Linked DNA regions of Zea mays: region 2 is linked to region 1. Evidence: chromatin contacts called from public Hi-C data. All regions are on one chromosome and are shown on one strand. The core of a region is the stretch at or near the end of the contact, and the rest is flanking DNA. Distances in the headings are between cores, read along the strand shown.

Region 1 (4,401 bases), core at 220-2,719:
GGTACTGCGACCTCCACAGCTCCACTTCGAAAGGAGGGGCCCCACCCACCACCCTACATATATAGCTCACCAAGTTAGAGCGACCCACTTATATAGATACACATACACATACACAGACAGATTTTTCAGCTGGCCCCGCCCTTTTCAGTTTCGGCCTTTTACACATATGCATGCATGCATGTGAGCATGTATATATACGCGCTAGACGATTTAGCTAGCTGGCGTGAGGGGACTGGTGGTCTCTGGTACTCATACACATGCACTGATGCACCCATATGTCAAACGAGCTGACTGTCCGTTCGTGTATATGCTTTTTTGACGAAGTCTATTTCTCTGGCTTGTGTTCTAATAAGTAAAAAAAAAGCGGTTAAAGTTGCACAGATATGCGTCGGTGACGACCGGCGACTTGAATATTTGGCGCCTCATCATGATGAAAATTGGAAAAAAAAAACCACGCTCGAATAATATGTTGGATTTTCAACCAGCGCTTGTTCGATCGGGGTGATTGATGAAGTATCGCTGATGTGAATTTATTTAACTCCTTCAGCATGCCCAATGCGACTTTAATTAGTCAATGTTTGGAACCTAGCTCTAACAATTATTTCATTAGTTGGCTAAACCCAGCTAATAATTTGTTAGCTAGCTAACTATTAGCTCTAGGGGGTTTCAAACAAGGCATTAGGACGTGTTTAAATGCACTAGATCTAATAATTAGTTGCTAAAATTAACTAGAGATATCCAAACAGAGCAACTAATAGTTCAACGATTAGCTACGCTTAGATGGAGACATCCAAACACCCCTAGCTAATATATAGTCTAGCTAGTTTACTACATAATTATCTATATAATTATATTTATAGATTTTTAAATATATTTTGGGACGAAGAAACAGATTATATTTTTGGGACGAATGGCACGGAACAATCCGGCTATATATATATATATATATATATATATATATATATATATATATATATATATATATATATATATATATATATATATATATATATATATATATATAGTTATATTTATAGATTTTGTAATATATTCATCTAAGTGACAAGCCATGATAGGCCGCTATAGATGTGCGGTAAATTTCGATTACTATTTAGTTTGGGCCCTATTTTCTCCAAATCAAGCCAGTTTTTCAAATTTATGGGCACAATTATGAGGCACTCTCTTGAAGTTGCTCTAACACAAATTAAAGCACGGCATATATCTAGTCGCGTTTTAAAAAAACGAATTGTATCCCAATAGCAATATAGTAGTAGGTTGTTGGTAAGCAGTAGGCACACGTATTCTCGCAGCTGGGCAGATAGCCGCCATCGTCTCGTCACATTCCCAAAAACCTGCTAGTACTTCCCCCGGCCCCTTGTGGAAAGCTCGATCAGTACCACGCATGGCACAGTCGTATAGAGAGCACCAACTAACCCCAACATGATGGCCCCGGCCGGGCCGCCTGTCGTGCTCTAGGCATCACATACCGATGCCCAGATCATCGCCGATGCCCTTGCTCACCTCGTGTGCGTGTGCGTCGACACTGGCCGCGTACGTGGTACCTGAGCCCTTCACGCACCAAAAGGGCATCATGCATGCATATAAGGAGAGCAACACCAACGGCGCACCAACCTCGCCATTTCCCTCTCCGACGACCCCCGCACCCCGTTTTCTTCTTCGTTCGTCCCGGCCGTGACATGCACGCCTTGACATAGACGGCCTCGCTCGTTCCCTTCTTCCTTCTTCTCCACACCACCAAACCCGGCACATCACATACACCAGGCCAAGAGATATAAAGCAGCCGCGCGCGCACACTAGCTTGTTGCGCTTGCCGGCCCCGAGAGGCATATATATCGTGAGGAGCAAACTGATCTATATATGGTGGTGAGGCGGGCTTGCGCGATAATGGAGGGTGCTTTCAGCGTGCCGTACTACGAGTGGCTCAAGCCACGGTCGTCGCCGTCGACGTCCTGCTGGACGACGATGACGCTCTCAACGCCATCATCGATGGACCGATTATTAGCCGCCGTTGCTGGCGGCCACGACGACGACGAGGAGCGCGACGCCACGATGTGCTTGCCGCTTCTTGGTAGGCTCGAAGGGAGGGCAAGGACTCCCGAGTACCATAGTCCTGTCAAAGAAGAGCTGAGCAATAATAATACCACCACCACCACCACCGGCGCGCGGGGAGAGGAGAGTCGTACCGGCGCCGGTGTTCACCTGACCATCGGCTTGCCGGCGACTGGTGGTGGTGCTGGTGGGGGCTACAGCATGAGCTCTGAAGAGGCGCCCATGGACGATGAAGATGACGAGCAGGATGAGGATTATTTCGAGCTGGAGGAAGAGGACCAGAAGGCAAGCGAACATGACAACAAGTGCAAGATGGAAGCAGCTGGTGAAGCAGAGCAACGTCGGCCCGGGGGAGAGGAGGAGGGTATCAAGAGCTTCGTCGGCAGCCGCGGCCGGCGGTACTGGATCCCGACTCCGGCGCAGATCCTCGTCGGCCCGGTGCAGTTCATGTGCCATGTCTGCAGCAAGACATTCAACAGATACAACAACATGCAGGTGACTTGTTAATTATTAGCTTTTAATTGCTCTATACCTCTCTTTATCTCATCTTCGACGTCGTCAATTAATCAGACTATAGTTATTTTCGGTTTAGTTTCCAATCGTGTTGAATGCTTTTTTCCCCTCTCTCGCTGAGAGAGAGAGAGAGATCAAAATTAAAACGCATTTAGAATCTAAGATTCTAAATTACCCTGTCCCCAGCAGCTGCGCCTCTAATAATTGAAGCATGAGGATCATCCATATTCCAAAGAAATTTGTACGAGAGCTTCCTTTTCTAATGGGGAAAGTAGCTAGCTATATATTGCCTCGCCTTGCAGCGCGCGGGGTCTGGAAGATGCATCTCCTAGCACTAGCAGGCATCTCCTAGCTAGCTACTTGCATGCTCAAGTTTAGTTGCTGAATGACGACCTAGCAAGTGTTTCATGTGTACCCGGCCGCAAGGAATCAAACGAAAAAGCTAGAGAGAGAGGGAATTAACTGATTGAACCCCACTACATACAGCTAGTACCTAGCTCTCTGCCGACATATCCTAGTTCATTCACACACATTTTCCCTTCACTGTCTCCAACATGATGACAGGGACAAACACGTACGTTCTAGTGCTGCAAGAGGAACATATATATTCGTCGTTTACTTAACTTCATTATTCATGTATCTACTACTGTAATACATACGACATCATCTCAAGTTCTCAACGCCGACGACGCATGACGACGATATATATGCATGCATATATGCATGTTGTGTGCAGATGCACATGTGGGGCCACGGGCGCGAGTACCGCAAGGGCCCGGAGTCGCTCAGGGGCACGCAGGCGGCGACGCTGGCGCTGCTCAAGCTGCCGTGCTACTGCTGCGCGCCGGGGTGCCGCAACGGCGTGGCGCACCCGCGCGCGCGCCCGCTCAAGGACTTCCGCACGCTGCAGACGCACTACAGGCGCAAGCACGGCGACAAGCGCTTCGCCTGCCGCCGCTGCGCCAAGCCCTTCGCCGTCAAGGGCGACTGGCGCACGCACGAGAAGAACTGCGGCAAGCGCTGGTTCTGCGCCTGCGGCTCCGACTTCAAGCACAAGCGCTCCCTCAACGACCACGTCCGCTCCTTTGGAGGCGGACACTGCTCCGTCACGCCCGACCACCACCAGCAGCAGCAGGCGCCTGTGCCCGTGCCGCTGATCAACAAGCAGCCCTTGGACCGAATGATCATACGCTTCGATCAGGGAGCGCCATGGACGTCCCATGCATGACACACTGCAGGTTAACTGACAGCCACGCATATACATATATAGACACAGCAATAAGAGGCTCGACATCGATCCAGGTTGCTTTGGACTTGGAGGCTGTGAAGTAGATGAATTTTCTCCCGAGTTAGCTAGGGTTGTTTGGATTGGAGGGGATATATAATTAGTTCAATTCCCTTCAATCCTTATGGAGAAATGGTTTATCCAGAGACAAGCTACAGCGCAGGGAGCTTCAAACAGGGAGAAAATTTCTCAGCTTCACATCCGGATTTTTAGGCAACCATGTATCATTATACTATATGCATGCATGCATGGCATAACTTTATGAAATTTAGTTCACATGTTAATAAAATCATTCCTTGGTGTTACTCATTCCCAGAATTATCCTGTTCTTAATTATTTTCACATGAATTTCCTCAGTTTCTCATGCTACCGAATACCGATCATCAGTTTCTCATGCATCAGTTACCACATGGCCAATAAAAATATCTCTGTGCCACGAAATCACACGTTAGTATCCAGTTGAAAATAAAGGAAACTATCTCTGTACATGTGGTAAATTTTCTGACATGGCTAATATGAAAGATTTATTTAAA
Region 2 (4,158 bases), core at 379-2,878, 280 kb after region 1:
GTAGCTACTAAGCTAAATCGTTTGGTTTCTCTGAGTGATTTGCTTATCAAGTTTGTTAAGCCCATGTCATATACAAGCACACCTAGCATATTCTCTCATGATCTAATTGGCTACCTCATTTTTATAAGAAAGATATATTGAGATATATAAGTACTAATCGGCTGTCGCCATCCCTAACTAATTGCCACTCTACACTCTTGTTAGCATCTTTAAAATGTTAAAGAGGCTTACATACCTTAAAAGTATATAGTCAAGAGTGGGTAAGAGGAGTTGAAATGGTGTCTTTAAGTTTTCTTTTAAAAAATCAATCTACAAGAGATCTTGTGCCCATATACAGGAAATCAGTACCGATTGTGATTTTGCAAACAGTTGACATAATCACTCTAATATTATATGCATTAATTAGCTATGAAAGGAAAACAAACAAGATATAGATTCCAGAACACGCACAAAAGTAACATTAGCGTGCAAAAATGATCAAATGGAAGTCACATACTACAAGGCAATCATGCAATACACCCGTATGCACCAGAAGCGAGCTCCAAGCTGCAAGCAACTATTGACATACATTATATATGGGATATACCACTGTCCAGTCATCTATCACAAAACACAGCATGTAATAGTGCATCAAGAACTGAAGAATAGAGTCGTATGAAATCGAATCACAAATGACTGTTAAGAACAGTAAATAAATCAGTATTGCAGCAGGATGGGGCAGCTGCAGCCCGCGTGCTACGGATGGGGCGGAGGGCGGTGTGGGGAACGCGGGCAGAGGTTGGCGAGGGCCGGTGGTGAGCGCGTGTCGAGGCGAGGGCGCGAGAATGGCGGATCAACGCGATCTCGGGGATCGGCGGGCGCGGCGGACGAGATTGATGAAGGAGCACGGGGGAGAGGTCGATCGACAGTGGAGTGTGGATTTCGGGAATCGCGTGGATCACACAGACTGCCTTTCATGGAGATCGTGGGCGAGTCGGGGAGCAAGGAATACTCACTGATCCCCGTCCAAACCTTCAGATCTCCTGCCCCCCAACGAACAGAACGGGATCAAAAGAAGCAGAAACACGGGTATTGTACCTGGCGGGGCCAATGGCTGGCGGAGTCGGGGGCACGAGGGAAGAGGCCGGTGGGGTAGAGAAACGCGCACAAGCAGTCGAGTGCTACGCCGACCACTACCGCCGCGGCGATGCAGGACCCCCGAGACAGCGGGCGTGGACAGGTGGGGGGGAGGGCGAGGGCGAGGGCGGAGCCATCGATGCCGCGGCGAGATTAGCGGGGGTGGGGGGACGAAGACGGTGTCGCGTGCGTGACGTGGTGATTAGCGGGGGAGGAGGGTGGAGCCGCGTGGTGAGGGTGGTGGTGGACGTCCTCCTTGGCCTCTTAAGAAATAGTAAAGATAGCAGTTGTTTTTCACAACCACAGTCTAACCAAACAAACACTAAGATTATCTTCAGTGGACTGTGTAAAATAGAAGACGCAGAACTGTAGAAATATTGTTTAGTATTGTTTGTAAAGTGAAGTTCAAAATTAACCTAAGATTGGCCTTAACTCTGCAAAACCTAGAGCCGGCCCGGCGTAAATCAGAAGGGTCCAGGCGTCCAGCCGGGCAACCGCCAACCGGCCGAGGACTCGAAGCACAAGCACCACACTACCACAGTCATCACGGATTCATGGCAGCACGTGAGTACATGGCGAGGGCACCCCACAACCACACCGGACGCGGCACGCTGGCGGGTGGTTGGCAAAAGCCAAAGGGTAGGCTTTCATCGCCTCCGCGTCGCGTCGCGTCGCGTCGCTTTGGATGCGACTGACAGCACGAGTCTCCCGAGACCTGAGTCCTGAGATGAGAAGAAAGCACTAAAGCAGAGTGGGATGCCGCGGTGAGGACTGAGGACTGAGGACTGGACGCGCGGCGCGGGTGCGCGGCTTCGGAGTCCGCTAGACTACACCACGCGGGTTCGGCAAATGGGGATGGCGGCGGACGCGACGACGGCCATGACCATCGACTTCCTCCGCGCGCGCCTCCTCTCCGAGCGCTCCGTCTCCCGCGCCGCCAAGGAGCGGGCCGACCACCTTGCCAAGCGGGTAAATGCGCGCGCATTTCGTTGGCTTCCTGCCTCCTCGCATTCCCGGCTTAGTCAATAGTCACCGAGCCCGTCGCCGCAGTGCAGGTTGTGGAGCTGGAGGAGCAGCTCCGGACGGTGACGGCGCAGCGGCGCAAGGCGGAGCGGGCGGCCGCGGAGGTGCTTGCCATCCTCGACTCCCAGGGCTTCGGCCGCCTCTCCGACGCCGCGGACGATTCAGGCTCAGAGTACGAGGCCGACACGGGCGATCCCAATGCCGTCGAGAGGGACGGAGGCGGCGGGAATGCAGCGGAGGACGCGCTGTCGGGGTCGGAGCTGGGAGCCCCGGCGGCGGCGGCTGCTGCCTCTGCTGCTCAGGCCGGGGGCTTGTCGTGGAGGGGCCGCGCCGCGAGCCCCGAATGCGAGAGGCGGCGGCCGCAGCACCAACAGCACAAGGGCAGGCAGCTAAGGCAGAGGCACGGCCACGGCCACGGCCACAGGAGGGGTTACTTTTACTGCCGCGCCGCGGATTCGTCGCCCAAGTACCACCCAGGGCAGTCTTGCCGGAAGATCAAGAGGAAGGAGCTGAGGTCCGGGCGTTGCTCATTGCTCAAGTTCCATCCCAATTGCTGGCATGTTATTGTGCAATTATCTGGCACACTCACACACATGCTCTTCTGATTGACAGATCTCAGACAGAAGAAGAGGAGGGCAACGACAATGCAGTGGAGAGCACGGAGGACGGGCAGGAGAGATCAGATTGTACTGTTTGCACTGATCAACCGGCTGATGTTGATGGCGAGGTGAACCAAGATGGGCATGGCTCTTCTAGTAATGGAAGAGGGGAGGATCGTGATGATCTTGCCATGGTATATGAGAAGGATGGGGAGATGGAGAGGGTACTCGAGAAGCAGGCTGAGCTAATTGGACAGTTCGAGGCTCAAGAAAATGCTCAGAGGGAGTGGGAGGAGAAATTCAGCCTGAGCCGGGATTCAGTTATGGTACACACTTTCCTTTTTCAGATATGAAACATTTTACTTAATACGAAGTTCTTTCATTTGACTGTATAAAAAATAAAATGAGCTAATATTTTCATATTGTCCACTCATTTCTGCTCTCCAACTTCCAGGATAATGTTAACTTATTAAACAACAAGCTAAATCAGGCTGAAAATGCTTGTGGGAGGAGGGAAACTGCTCGGGTTGTAGATAAAGAAGTGGTTTGTGAACAGGCAAGATCAAGTGACAATAATTTCCATTGCATCAACGACCCCTCTGAATGTCTACCAAATGGCCCTGTTTCAGAATTGCCCCAAAATGTAGCCAAAGATAGTGTTACTGAACACCGGAAATTTGATGGGTTTGGTCATGATTGTGTAGTGACTGCTGCAGCAGTAATTTCAAGCCACGGAGAACTGCAGGTTAGGAAGGATGTGCTGACAACTAAAAGCTATCCTGAAGGAAGTGGCAATAATCTTGGGAAATCAGCTCTACCACCACAAGGAAGCTGTGGTAGCAGACTAAATGCAGGACATAGAAATGGTCAAGGAGATGAAAGTTCAGACAGTGGTTCAAGCTACCATGTGAATGCTCGATCTTCTGAGCAATACATAAACACATCATCAGTTGGGAGCCAGCTAAGTGATACTCCTAAAAGCGAAGTCTCAGAATGGAGCTCCTCTTGCTTTCATAACCATACCGATAACCAGCTTGATACACAACTTCATCAATCATCAAACAAAGATGTAGGAGGGGTGCTAGAGGCCCTTCGACGTGCCAAGATGTCTCTCAGAGCAAAGCTGAGCTGGCCAAGTCTAGCCAGCAAGAACATATTGGCACTTGAAGCACCGGATGATTTGCCAGTCAATGGCATGGAACTTTCACTCTGCAGGACAGCCCATGTCAGTCAGGAAATATTCGCACTACCAACACCAACAGACTACCTTAACAAGGTATTACCGCATGATGATGTGAAGGTACCAATAGGTCCTGCTGGTTTGTTTCGTTTGCCAATAGATTCATTTCCCAGAGATGAGATGACCACAAGGGATGGCTATGGTTCATGGTTCAGTTTGACCTCGGTGAGTCCACCCTAC

Evidence for each region. Hi-C and Micro-C count contacts between places; a contact is called where the count stands out from the background.
Region 2: a Hi-C map of leaf shows a contact between it and region 1, with 4 times the contacts expected there. The contact joins the promoter of LOC103630408 here to the promoter of LOC103630405 in region 1. A contact is called at or near these places in 2 of 25 Hi-C or Micro-C datasets (ear and leaf).

What each region holds. Positions count from the first base shown.
Region 1 is chr6:160,692,018-160,696,418 of Zm-B73-REFERENCE-NAM-5.0, forward strand. It overlaps LOC103630405 (protein TRANSPARENT TESTA 1), which reads left to right and starts at 1,470. Exons shown (of 2, transcript XM_008651459.4): 1 at 1,470-2,565; 2 at 3,320-4,186. The coding sequence starts at 1,879. The coding sequence ends at 3,811.
Region 2 is chr6:160,968,519-160,972,676 of Zm-B73-REFERENCE-NAM-5.0, forward strand. LOC103630408 reads left to right here and starts at 1,629. Exons shown (of 4, transcript XM_008651461.4): 1 at 1,629-2,085; 2 at 2,172-2,653; 3 at 2,752-3,064; 4 at 3,193-4,158. The coding sequence starts at 1,966.